Regions from separate parts of the Sus scrofa genome. Here all the other regions are linked to region 1. Evidence: chromatin contacts called from public HiChIP or PLAC-seq data. All regions are on one chromosome and are shown on one strand. The core of a region is the stretch at or near the end of the contact, and the rest is flanking DNA. Distances in the headings are between cores, read along the strand shown.

Region 1 (4,280 bases), core at 1,525-4,024:
ATACTGCCCTTATACCAACAAAAAGATATTTTTAATTATAAGAGAAATATTTACCAAGCTCCTAACGTGCCACAAGCATCAGGGCTACAAAGATGAAATCAGGTCACAATTTTCTACCGTGAGCCCCTGGAGGGAGAGGACACAACCCCACGTGCATTGGGACAGCTGGAGGACCTGCTGTGGGAGCACCAAGGCCTGGAGCGCCCCCTGCTGAGGCATCCCAGCTGTAACGTTGGCCATCACAGCGGCAGGCACCCATCTGGCTGCTACAGAGCCGTGAACGGCCGGGAAACACATTGGCAATACTGGGGATAGAGAATGAATTTCCCTATAGACAGTTGGGGTTCTGGTCAAAGAAGCCTCACAACACTAAACAAAAGAAACCCAACACAAACAAAAAAACAGCAACCAGAAAATTCCAACTCACAACATGAAGAACAAAGCAGTAACTTAAACCAATGAATGACAGGTGTGACTTTGGATCGGGACCTCCCGGAGGAGGGACCAGGAGATGCCGGATGTGCTGCTCAGAGGCGTTCTCCCTCCCAGCCAGGCTATTACTCAGAACCGCCTGTTCTCTGCCTCATCAAATCCCACCCAGCCTTCAAGCCCAGCTAGCCCCTCTCCTACGGGTCTCCCCGACACTGTGGTTCTGGAGCATCTCCATCCATTGAGCATACAGTACTTTACCGGACATACATTGTGCAACCGTGTGTGTTTGGCCTGCATTATTTATCTCTTGGATTAAGAGGTCATGTGACAACTTCTTAAAAGGAAAATAATCTCGTTTCTTCAAGAAGGCTGCCAGGTCTTGAGGGATGGTTTAAAAGACAATTCCAGGCACATCAACATTAGGCACGAAATTCCCACTTTTAAAATACGTCATGTTGACCAGAAGTACTTTATTTAGAATGTTAAAGAAGCTCAACATTGAAAAATAAGAACTGGTTAAACTAAATTGGTTGTTTGGGAATAAATGCCATTACAATGTTCTAACTACCCATAGTTTTTTGTTTTTTGTTTTTTGTTTTTTTACCACTGCTATTTTATCCTGATGCATTTATATTTGGGGGGGAGTGGCTTGTTTTTATTTATTTTTGTTTGTTTGTTTTCATTTTGGGCTGCACTCTCGACATGCAGAAGTTCCCAGGCCAGGGATCAAGCCGGCAGCCATAGCAGTGATAACACCAGATCCTTAACTGCTAGACCAAAACTCTCCATATGTTTTATTTTAAAGTCAACAGTAGGCATCTACTTGCCAAATGGTCACATTCTATGATTCTAAAAAGCTGGTTTGGAAATAATTCATTTCTTTAATATCTATCGGATTAGAACTACTAAGTATTTTAGCAAACATGACTACCGCTTGGGAGAGGAGAAATTCACAATCTTGGAAGAATAAGAATGTGCTTTCCTTAAAAACAATTGTCTAAGAAGAGACTGTTAAAGACGCTTTCCTTAAATTCAGCATGAGAAGAAAAGATCTGCTTCTGGGAAAAAGCTGATGAGAATGATAACAACAGATGTTTGGCTCACATCATAAAGCTGTGTTGTGTAAATTCCAGCCGATGTGTTCAAAGACAAGGTAGTGCATTATTTTAAAAGCTTTCTTTTTCTGACGGCCGAGCAAAGGGAAAAGCAGAGGCACATTACAACATTACTCTAGCGCCCTCTGCTGTCCTATTGGCAACACGCCTTTCTGAGTTCCTCATTTGCCTTTTCTAGAGCTATTTGCAAAGGAGCTCTTTGGGAAGCCACTAATGTGTCTGGAGGGGAATGGCTCGTCAAAGAAAACCAAATACCCAGATCTTACAACCTGACGGTGTGCTATTTATGCCCACACACACTGTTTACCGCCCTCTGGGGAGCCAGAGGTAGCATTGTGCGTATTAGACTCTTACAGGTGAGTGGAGTCAGGAAACATTAGGGCTCCAAAAGGAAATCTTTATAATCCTATTCAATGCTTGGTCTGTGGAAAATTTGCAGAGGATGCCATAGGTGACCTGATGAGAGCTGAATGTCTGATGGACACCTGCAGGACTAAACCTGCTTTATTGAAAAGAAGTTGAATAAATAAGATGAGGAAAGCTTAATCACCAGAAGCAACGTCAGCTCTTTTTAAATGGGGGTCAGAAATGCAAATATGCTCCTTTAATACATATAGATTTAGAAGTGACTTCAGATTTGGGAGTCAACCTAACCTGAAATACTAAAATAAATTCATACCTGCTACTCAATAAATATTCTAAAACTAAGGATAAAAGTATGTAAATTATAACTGGGCATAAATGAAGAAATAAACACACAAATTTAATCAACCCAATATAATGAATACAAATCTCTGCAGGAAATAAGCACAAATGCTAATAGGGTTTGTTTAAAGACATAAAATTAATGTTTCATGTTTTTCCTTCCACATCTTTTCTGCTTTTTTTCTTTTGGTCATGACAGGAAGTTACTTTTACAGTGGGGGAAAATACTGAACTCACTTCCAGAAATAGTCTGAAAGGAGAGGAGCTTGCTCAGGTCTTTCTGAATACATATGTAAAGAAAATTAGCACAAGAGGAAGGAGGTATTTTGTCCTCTTCCCCAATTGTCCCAGTTGGTAACTATAAATCCAACTTTTCCTTATGATAATGTCACCTATTGCCTTTTGACTCTTTATCATCTAATCCTAAATCCATCCACAGGCGAGAAGGAGCTGTCCCCATTTCTGGCTATTGCCCGCCGGTCTTTTTCACTGTCACAGCTGAGTAATTGACAATTTATGCAATCCAGTTCATCTGCTTAGCAACAGGAAGGGTGGGGCTCAAAACAGAGGAAAACTACACCAGCAGCATTCTACAATTGTGAAATGAGAAAGGAGGAATGGGGAACTGGCGAGAGGCCATAGGCAACAATTTTCAATACTAAATAAAACTATTTGCAATGCTTTCAGTACTAAATCCCCAAAGATAAGTCCAACAGGGAGTGTTCTATACTCTCCTCATACAAATCTCTGTAATTACAGTCTTCCCAGTGCCATGTGATTAGAATGCCATAAATAGCGCCCAATTGCAAATAAACAGAAAGTTCCTTATCCCTGGATCTCTAAGTGGGTCAATGGGCTTGGCCACAGAGCTCCCCTGAGGGAAGGGCGTGGCCTAGCGGAGAGACGGACTTCGGTTCACACAGGTGCTTTGGCCCCACAGGTGAGGCCCTGCAATACGGTCAGTTCCGACAGAGACCCTCCTAGGCTCACGTCTGCTGCACTTTTTATTGCATCTTGGAGCAGAAAAAAAGGAAGACTGGAGAGAGCCGTGGGGCGTCCACTTGAGTAGCTCTTACTACTCCAGACTTTCCCTTCCTGCCAAACGACTTGACGTTTATGGCCACAAGCTCATCAAAAAGAATGAGAATCCAGACACGATAGGTCATGGGAATCCTGTGTCCCAGTCACATTCTCTTCTTCCATGCATTTAATCAGAAACCTATTAGACTTACAGGGCCGTCATGCTTTTTCTTGATGGCAGCCTGGCTCACAAATGCAGAGAAAAGAACTGAATTGGCTAACTAACAGGAAGTTTGATTTTATGTTTTTGATTAGTCCTTAGGAATTGAGCTCGATCAGCCAAGACTTGACCTTGACTTAAAACATCCATTTCCCCCTTTAACAGATTTCGCGGTTGCTTGAATGGGTTCATTATTTGTTCGGAATGCAAGTTTTGAGCATCTTCTAAGCACACTGCTCCAAGCGCCAAGGTTGTGACAGCAAATAAGACCTCCAAGGCCCCTGCTCTCAGAGCGTACAGTATAGGGGTGTATGTCCACACACAGACTAAAAAGTAAAAATTAATAAACAGATAATTAATAAATAGATAAGCAAGATAACATCAGACAGGAGCAAAGACAGGGGAGCCTTAAAGCCGAGTGACGTGCTACCGGGTGACTATTTGAGGTGGGGAAGTGTCTCTGAGGACGGGAATCAGGCTGAGATGTGAAAGGTAAGAAGGAGCCACAGGTGGGAGGTGGAGCTTCTCGACCAGAAACAGCATTTGCAAAAGCCCTGTGGTAGGAACGGACTCGATGTGTTAGAGAATACGAAGCAATCAGTGTAGCCGGGGTTAAAACAAAGGAGCGACAGAGAACAATACTGGAGACCTGGGCAGGGCCCCGGGGATGCAAGGGCTTTGTACGCCAGGGCAGCGACTGGGTATTACGGCAGGTACAGAGGATGCTACTGGGAAACGCGAAGTGGGGGAAGGCGTGTGTGGCAAATGTTAACTCGGCTGCTGTGGAG
Region 2 (4,073 bases), core at 458-2,957, 83 kb before region 1:
GGGCCCATGGGGTGTTTGCAGATCCCAGCTCCCCTTAGACTGCTGGGCAAGTCTGCAATACCTTTGTATCTTCTGAATTCCTTAGCTACTGGATTTAGCTATTGCCTTGTCTGCTTAGGAAATTTTTTGTTTGTTTGTTTTTGCTTTTTAGGGCCGTACCTGCAGCATGTAGAGATTCCCAGGCTAGGGGTCAAATTGGAGTTACAGCTGCCAGCCTATGCCACAGCCACAGCAATGCAAGATCCTGAACCCACTGAGCGAGGCCGAGGATCGAACCCGAAACCTCATGGTTCCTAGTCAGATTCATTTCCACTGCGCCACGATGGGAACTCCAGTAAATGTGTTTTAAACAAACACAACTAATTTGCTTTCCTGTTGTTTCTTCATGTTCTAAGGCCCTTTTGAGAGTCTTAAAAGGCTGCAGACTTCAGCCTCACGGGATAATTCTCAAGACTGACTTTCTCATAATACATAGTAAGAAAAAAAAATCATTTCATTTATAATTCTCCTACATTTTTCATCTGTTTTATTTTTAACTGAAGCTTTCCATATGCCATTAAGCTGCTGAAACATCAGTGATCTCTGGACAGAGGCTGTATGAATTAATAACATATACTGTTTCCCTTGTGAAGTCTGTGTTTTCCCCGGCGGCACCGGTTTGCAAAGACACACGCAGTTCCTGCTAGAAAAGTTCGGTAATTGGGGTCTAGAACTAAAAAAAAGCTTATGCGAACATGCATCCCCCCACATGGTAGCTCATTTCACCACAACAGACACTGAGCACCAGTTCAGAGGCCTGGGCTCATGTCTACAGGGGCTCTGCCCCCGCCATGTCAGCTTCCTGACCTAGAAACCTGGGGGCTCTCAGTTCGTAACTGAAGTTCACATACTTGACCCAGGGAAGAAGAACCGTGAACCGGGTCCAGGCCCCGAGGGCTAAGCTGCACATGGGCCTTTGGAACAAAGAGCCCCACCACTTCCACCCGGGACTCGGAACGTCAGCACTTGCCTTTCTGCTGTGGCCTGCCGCATCCATGCCTGCCTTGATGGTGCCAAGCCATGCGGCTGAGGCTGGCATCGTGAGAAAACACGCCACCTCCTGGCCCAAAGGAGCCGGGCCAGGGGGTCTTGGTTGAAGGAGGCTCAAGGCATGACAAAGGGATCCCAGCCCCTCTCCTCACCCCACCCCAACCCCTACTGCCCTGATGATAAACCCCTTCCCCAAGCGAATGTGTGGCTCACGCCTTCAGAAGAGCTGGGTTCCTCAAGGTCTGTCCAAGCTTCTGAATCCCACCGGGTACAGGGAGCGCCAATTCTGGGCTCTACAGCAGGGGGCTTGCACAGATCTGTCCACAGCAGCCGAGACAAAGGAAACAGCCCTTGGGAGCTTCTCTCCTCCTGGGCTGTAAAAGTGACACCTAGTGGCAGCAAGTAACAAAAACCCCACCACCCCGGAGAAAGGATGCTTCTTGGATGCCATCGACCTGCCTCAGCTCAGCCGGCTTGTAGGTAGTGGAAGTTCATTTCAACATCCAAACCTATGAATCTGTGCTCATTCCAGCTCTTGCTTTTTTAACTGTTGATATATATTCTATTTTTAATTGTTTTCATTTTTTACAGTTTTATTGGCGCTGACTCACAAGGTTGGGATCATTTCTGCCATGTGACAGTGACACAGTGACACATGTACACACATCCATTCTCTCAGATTCTTTTCCCACAGAGATTGTCACAGAATCCTGGGTAGAGTTTTCTGTGCTATACGGCAGGTCCCTGTTGGCCAGTCATTCCATAAACCTCAGCTCTTTCTGTAAGGCATTTTTTAATTCTTAATGTCATATGTGTCTAAGAGTAATTCTGCAAGGTGATGGTGATTTCCCAATAAAGCTATGTCTCCATGAAAAAAAAAAAATCTCCTTAATTGTATCTCTTTCTTTTCCTAAGAGATGATGGGGTAAGCAGAATTTCTAAAACTGTCCTCCAAAGCTGTCCTGCTCTGATGCCCAGAACCCATGAATTTGATGGGCTATCACTTCCAGGATCATGTTACATATGCAACATTATGTCACATGGCAGGAAATGACCTTAAAACAGGGAGATTATTCAAGGGCCCCGGATCTGATCACATGAGCCTGTCAAAGCAGAGGGCTTTCTTTAGCTGGTGGCTGAAGAAGAGGACAGAAGACTGGATCCACCTGAGGTCCCCATGCGCCATGATGGCTTGAAGACGGAAGGGGCCCCAGGTCACAGCCAACAAGGAAACGGGGTCCTCAGTCCTACAGGGGCAAGGACCTGGGTACCACCCACAACCTGAATGACCCTGAAAATAGATCCATCCCTACAGCTGCCAGGCCAGGGTCCAGCTCAGTCAAAACCTTGATTTTGGCTATGGAGCCTTGAGCAGAGATCAAGCTTGGACCCACGCCTGACTCCTTCGCCAAGGAAACCGGGAGATAATAAGTGGGTGTTGTCTTAAGTTGCTAAGTTAGTGGCAACTTGCTATTCAACAACAGAAAACGAATACAGATGGTTATCAAATTTTTGGATTATCCCAAAGTGGAAGCCTCAGAATTAGGACTTCCTTGGTTCTTTAAACATGTACACACACACACACACACACACAGAGTCTAGCCTACCCTGGTACTAAATGCTGCTCTGAGCTACTGATCATAATTCCCTGCTTCTCCACTATTTCAGTGGCCACTAAAAGCTCTCTCATGATCTTTTTTTTTTCATTTTTTTCAAGTTTTATTGGCGTATAGTTGATTTACGATGTTATGATCATCCCGGCTGTAGAACAAAGTGAATCAGCTATACGTGTCCATACATCCATTCTCAGATGCTCATTATCTTTTATCTGGATGACTATCCAGCTTCCCTCTCTCTGGGTTCCCCACCCTTCTCTCGCATCCTAGGCGATGCCGCCAGACTCAGCTTCGTGACATCTAGTTCTCAACCCTGTTCTCTAGGATGATGGGACAGGGATAAAGTCTTCAGCAGTCCATGGCATCGGGAAGAAGGAGAAGAAGAAGAAAGGACAGTGTGCTGATTTTTTTCCATAAAGCTGAATATTTTACATTTGAGAATCTTCTATACTGATTTTCTATGAAATGATAATCATTGAAGTGAGAGACGGCAGCATGAGTGAATGGTCACAATTCTCTCCTGCTGGGCTGTCCCTTTGCAGTGTGACCCGCCAGCTCTTCTGGCAAGAGGAGGACTCCCTTTCTCCACCCCGTGTATCTGAGCTCGCCCGTGTGCCTGGCTTCGGCAACGGCACTTGTGAGCTGCGGCTTCCTCTCTTACAGCAGAAAACCCTTGGACCACACATGAAAGAGCCTGGGCTGGCCCCCTGCGCTTAGAGACCAAGTGAAGAAAGGGCTTTCTCCATCCTAGCTGGCCATCCGGGGAGACCCAGGCACGTGAATGAGCATGTCAGGGACTGTCCAGCCCCCAGTGAGCAGGCTCCGACAGCAAGAGCCTCAGAAGTATGACCAAAATAAATATGCCCTGTTTTGAGCCTTTGCATTTGGGGAGGTTTCTTATGCAGCAAATTGATACAATAGCAGGAACTAGTTTGCAGTTATCAAAAATATATATATTCTTACTTAGAAAATGAAAAAGTAAATATTCTTTGCAAGTACTTTTTTTTTTTTTGTCTTTTTTTGTATTTTCTTGGGCTGCACCTGCAGCATATGGAGGTTCCCAGGCTAGGGGTCGAATTGGAGCTGTAGCCACTGGCCTACGCCAGAGCCACAGCAACGCGGGATCCGAGCCGCGTCTGCAACCTACACCACAGCTCATGGCAACGCCGGATCCTTAACCCACTGAGAGAGGCCAGGGATCAAACCCGCAACCTCATGGTTCTTAGTCGGATTTGTTAACCACTGAACCATGATGGGAACTCCCTTTGCAAGTACTTTTAATTTTCTAAGTATTTAACTGGTTCAGGAAAATTTTTTAAAATCTCGAAGCTATTGCCTTAGCGCACAACTACAAATATGCCTTTGTCTTGCTCAGAAGGCTATGAAAACTGCTCTACAGAGAAATATTTGGATGCCTATTTACATGGA
Region 3 (3,827 bases), core at 210-2,709, 110 kb before region 1:
CAGGTTCTCCTGCCCAGGTTTTGTTTACATACGAACACTCTTGGCCGTGGGTCATTTGTGTAGGAGATAATTAAAATCACCAGCTCTTTGAGCACAGGTAGGTTAATTAGTATGCACAGGATACAACACAGTTTTTTTTTCCAGGAAAATGTTTTAAAATTTCAAACAATTAAGGATGTATAATACCTGCCCGCTGGTCTTTTATCTAAAGCAAGTACAAAAGATGATGGGTGAAATAGAGCAGACTTTGTTTTTCGACTATTCAGAAAATACAAGGCAGCAGTTGAGCACCTGAAGGCCTCATTGTAATTCTGATGCCTCGGAGGTTGTCTTTTTGAGAGACCTTACTGCTAAAATGTTAAGTAGGTCTGAAATGGAACTTCTGAAGTCATAACCTTCTGATATCCCAATAAATGATTTTATGGTCAACACCTCACTTGTTTATGTTTCAGAAAAGCACATTATTTGGACAATAACACACATCGGGATTTTTTTTAGAAATTCAAATATTATGATGGCATCCTCAGCATCATCCACATGGACAAGGGAGAGAGCAAATCAATCAGCAAATGCCTGTATTTTCAAAAAAAGATGAGTCAGGTTTTGGACTCTTAAATACTTTTTTTTCTTTAGACAATACCCTAATATAACAATTACGAAGTGCTGTGAAACCCTGCCACACCCCTCTGATTAAAGCACACTTCACAAAATACTTCCATAAAATCTGCACATATTAAATAAACACCAAGGCAGGAAATGCAGCCTGGAATGCCCCATCCTGCACTGGCCAGCGTCTGAAGGGCCATCTGACTCGAACATTTAATCAGACCAAATTTACTGTAATTCCACTGCAGCCTTTGCACTTCAGGAAAGCCAGTTCAGTCTCTGACATTTTGATTTTCACAGCAGATGGAAGCAGGCAAGGAAAAAAAAAAAAAAAAAAAAAAACCAACTTCCTCGGCTCCCAAGCATATGCGTCCAGTTGAGATTTTTATGTCTCGAACCTTATGCAACATCCAGCAAACAAACAAACAAAGGTTATTTTCTATTACTCACTATTACTCCAGGATTTCAGTAAATATTTGATACTGATCTCAAAGAAGCCGGAATCCTGCTGGCTGGCCATGTCGGCGGCATACAAAGAGGCGGCTCAGACTGGACTGGGAGCCGCTGGAGGAGCAGGTACCGGGCGTGGGGATGTGCCTGTCACAGGTTAGTGATGTAAGCGGGGTCAGCAGCGAGAGGAAGGCTCTGCAGATCTACCTCCGGCGCCGGCAGGGAGTCCTCATTTAAAGGACGCGGAGGAGCAGCAGAGAGATGCTCGGCCGCTCCTCCTCCTCCGGGTCCAGGACGGGCTTCTTATTTGCTGGGTGCCGATCGGAGCCCTGAGAGGCGGCCGCCGCCGCTGCTTTCATTTCTGGGCTGCCAGGACCTGCAACGCCCGCTGCCGGCCACGCACAGGCTCGGCGCCGGCAGGTGGGGACCGAGGAAGTCCCCACCTGCACCGGGATCCGTCCTCCCCGGGAGGGAGAAGGTTTCGCGGAGGCCTCCGGCCGCTCGGGCCGCCGCAGGGCTGAGGGCTGGGCTGGGCGCGCCTCCCCGCGCCCCGCAGTCTCAACCTGGGCCACCCTCGGCCCCTGCCTCGGGAGGAACTGCGGGGGGAATGGCCCAGCTCCCGCCGATCTGCAGAAACGCTCCTGGAGAGCCGGCCGTGCCGCACGGGCTGCGCTCCCCCCGCGGCTGCCCCTGGAATCCACACAACTGTGTCGCTGCAGTAAGGCGAGTGGCACCCTGGGTCTGGTTGCAGCGACGTTTTTGAAAAGCCCCATCGTCAGCCCCGTTGCAGTAGGAAAGCTTGCTAATAACACCAGGATATTGGCCTGGGCTTTTTCCTTTCCCATCACGGCGGAAGCTTCTTCCTCCCAGAAATGCTGTCATTTTTGAGGGGCACCCCCACCCTGGCGCGAGCACCCCAAGGGGACCGTACACTGTGCTTAGGCTTGTTTACCCAAGGCCAGGCTCCACAATGGATCTGCAAACCTGTCTTTTCTAAGAATCACAGAGCCCAATAAAGCTAATTCTTATTTGTATTAAAAAGCTAAGCAAAAGCATCATATTCCTTGCTGCACAAGGGGCTTTTGATTTCATGAAATCTTGATAGCAGGTGTCCTGATTTCAGTTAGCTTTGTTCCATGTTATTAGTTCGCTTGACCAGAGATTAAATAGGCCTAATTTTGACATGCTGCATTTGAGGAGGTGGGATTTAGCTAACCACTGCCGAGAACCATGAATCCTTCCCTTCCCCAGCACACTTATGATTAACATTTTCCAACGGGATTAATCAATTCCATTAATAATTTACAAAAAGTTTCACGCGCCCCTCCCCCACTCCAACATCTACACACAAACAGGACCTGCCAGACTAACATTTGAGAAATGGCAGGGAAAGTATGACACACTTTTTTTAAGATTAAATAAAAAAAAAAAATTCAACACCAAAGAATTTTTAGGACTATGCCCCGAAATGCCCCAAGACACTATCAGTGCAATGAGCCTTCCCAACTCTTTACACAAAAGGCGAGCACCCCACCACCGAGATTTCCAGCTCCACTCATAGCACCCTCTTCTCATCAAGTCTCCTCAGATTGACTTCTTTTTTACTTACATGCACACTAGAGCTGATGAGCTAATTTTGTTTTATCACGTGTACACTTGAATATAGGATTCCAGGTGACACAGGACCCCAAAGATTTACCAAAATGGCTATGACACCTGAAAACAAAGGCTAACATGCATGCCACCTTTTCTGGAGGCTCCCCCACCGTGGATGGCCCTAAATGAACAGGGAGGCTGCAGGGGGCCTGGGGTTAATGAGCACCAACATTCTCAAAACTCATCAGAACTTCCCAGCTATGAGACCTGGGGCAAATTATTAACCTCACTCGGCCTTAGTTTATTTGTCTATAAAATGGGATCATAATGGTACTGACCCCATGGAGTTGTTGGAAACAGTAAAAGATATTATAAATGAAAGTGCTCAGATAGTGTCTTGCGTACAATAAGCACTCAATTAAATTTTTGCCGTATTGATATTTAGTACAAACCCTTAGGTACTCTGAGATAGAATTTTAAAATTTAAGTTAAATATGTTTTTGTATCAGTTAAGATCTACCAGCCTTCTCTCTTTTTTTTTTTTTTTTTTAATGGTTGCACCTGCGGCATGTGGAAGTTCCCAGGCCAGGAATTCAATCTGAGCGGCAGTTGTGACCTATCCCACAGCTGCGGCAACAGCAGATCCTTAACCCACTGTGCTGAGCGAGGGACCAAACCTGCAACGCTGCAGCCTGGGCCGCAGCAGTCAGATCTTAACCCACGGTGGGAACTCCAACACCCACTACTTTTGAACATCCATGGTAACTATTTGGGGACTGCAAGTTGGAGACATCTAGAACAGGTGCAGTAACCATTCTATTGAATGCATTGCTGAAGCAGATTCTCTCTGCTGACTTTATAAAAGAGATCTTAATTGGCTTTTAAAAGTTTCCAATCCTGGAGTCCCCATCGTAGTGCAGCAGAAACAAATCTGACTAGGAACCATGAGGTTTCGGGTTCGATCCCTGGCTTCACTGGGTGTGTTAAGGATCCGTGAGCTGTGGTGTAGGTCACAGATGCAGCTGTGGCTGGCAGCTGTAGCTCCGTTTCGGCCTCTAGCCTGGGAACCACCATATGCCGCAGGTGTGGCCCTAAAAAGCAAAAAAAAATTTCCAATCCGGCTATAAACATACTCATTTTTTTGAGAATGCCACTCATATATAGTATTTCAAGAG

The links. HiChIP or PLAC-seq counts read pairs in DNA pulled down with a chosen protein or histone mark.
Region 2: an H3K27ac HiChIP or PLAC-seq map of alveolar macrophages shows a contact between it and region 1. The contact joins two enhancer-like sites. A contact is called at or near these places in 1 of 5 promoter capture datasets (liver), 9 of 47 Hi-C or Micro-C datasets (alveolar macrophages, brain, fetal heart ventricle and 5 more) and 2 of 2 datasets of contacts at active chromatin or transcription factors (alveolar macrophages and skeletal muscle).
Region 3: a contact with region 1 is called in an H3K27ac HiChIP or PLAC-seq map of alveolar macrophages. The contact joins the promoter of FRY here to the enhancer-like site in region 1. A contact is called at or near these places in 1 of 5 promoter capture datasets (liver), 9 of 47 Hi-C or Micro-C datasets (embryonic fibroblasts, fetal heart ventricle, fetal skeletal muscle and 5 more) and 2 of 2 datasets of contacts at active chromatin or transcription factors (alveolar macrophages and skeletal muscle).

What each region holds. Positions count from the first base shown.
Region 1 is chr11:8,403,830-8,408,109 of Sscrofa11.1, reverse strand. All of the region lies in intron 1 of LOC110255743 (a long non-coding RNA gene), which reads right to left. Among named protein-coding and RNA genes, the nearest start is that of FRY, 110 kb to the left of the region's middle. Within about 2 kb of position 2,774, at least 32 of the 83 cell types and tissues checked have an H3K27ac peak or open chromatin away from gene starts, as enhancers often do. A contact at or near this core is called in alveolar macrophages, liver, retroperitoneal adipose tissue and 2 more, where this site is marked.
Region 2 is chr11:8,486,120-8,490,192 of Sscrofa11.1, reverse strand. No RefSeq gene overlaps it. Among named protein-coding and RNA genes, the nearest start is that of FRY, 30 kb to the left of the region's middle. Within about 2 kb of position 1,707, at least 6 of the 83 cell types and tissues checked have an H3K27ac peak or open chromatin away from gene starts, as enhancers often do. A contact at or near this core is called in alveolar macrophages, where this site is marked.
Region 3 is chr11:8,516,146-8,519,972 of Sscrofa11.1, reverse strand. It overlaps FRY (protein furry homolog), which reads right to left and starts at 1,459. Exons shown (of 65, transcript XM_021065177.1): 1 at 1,057-1,459. The coding sequence starts at 1,126.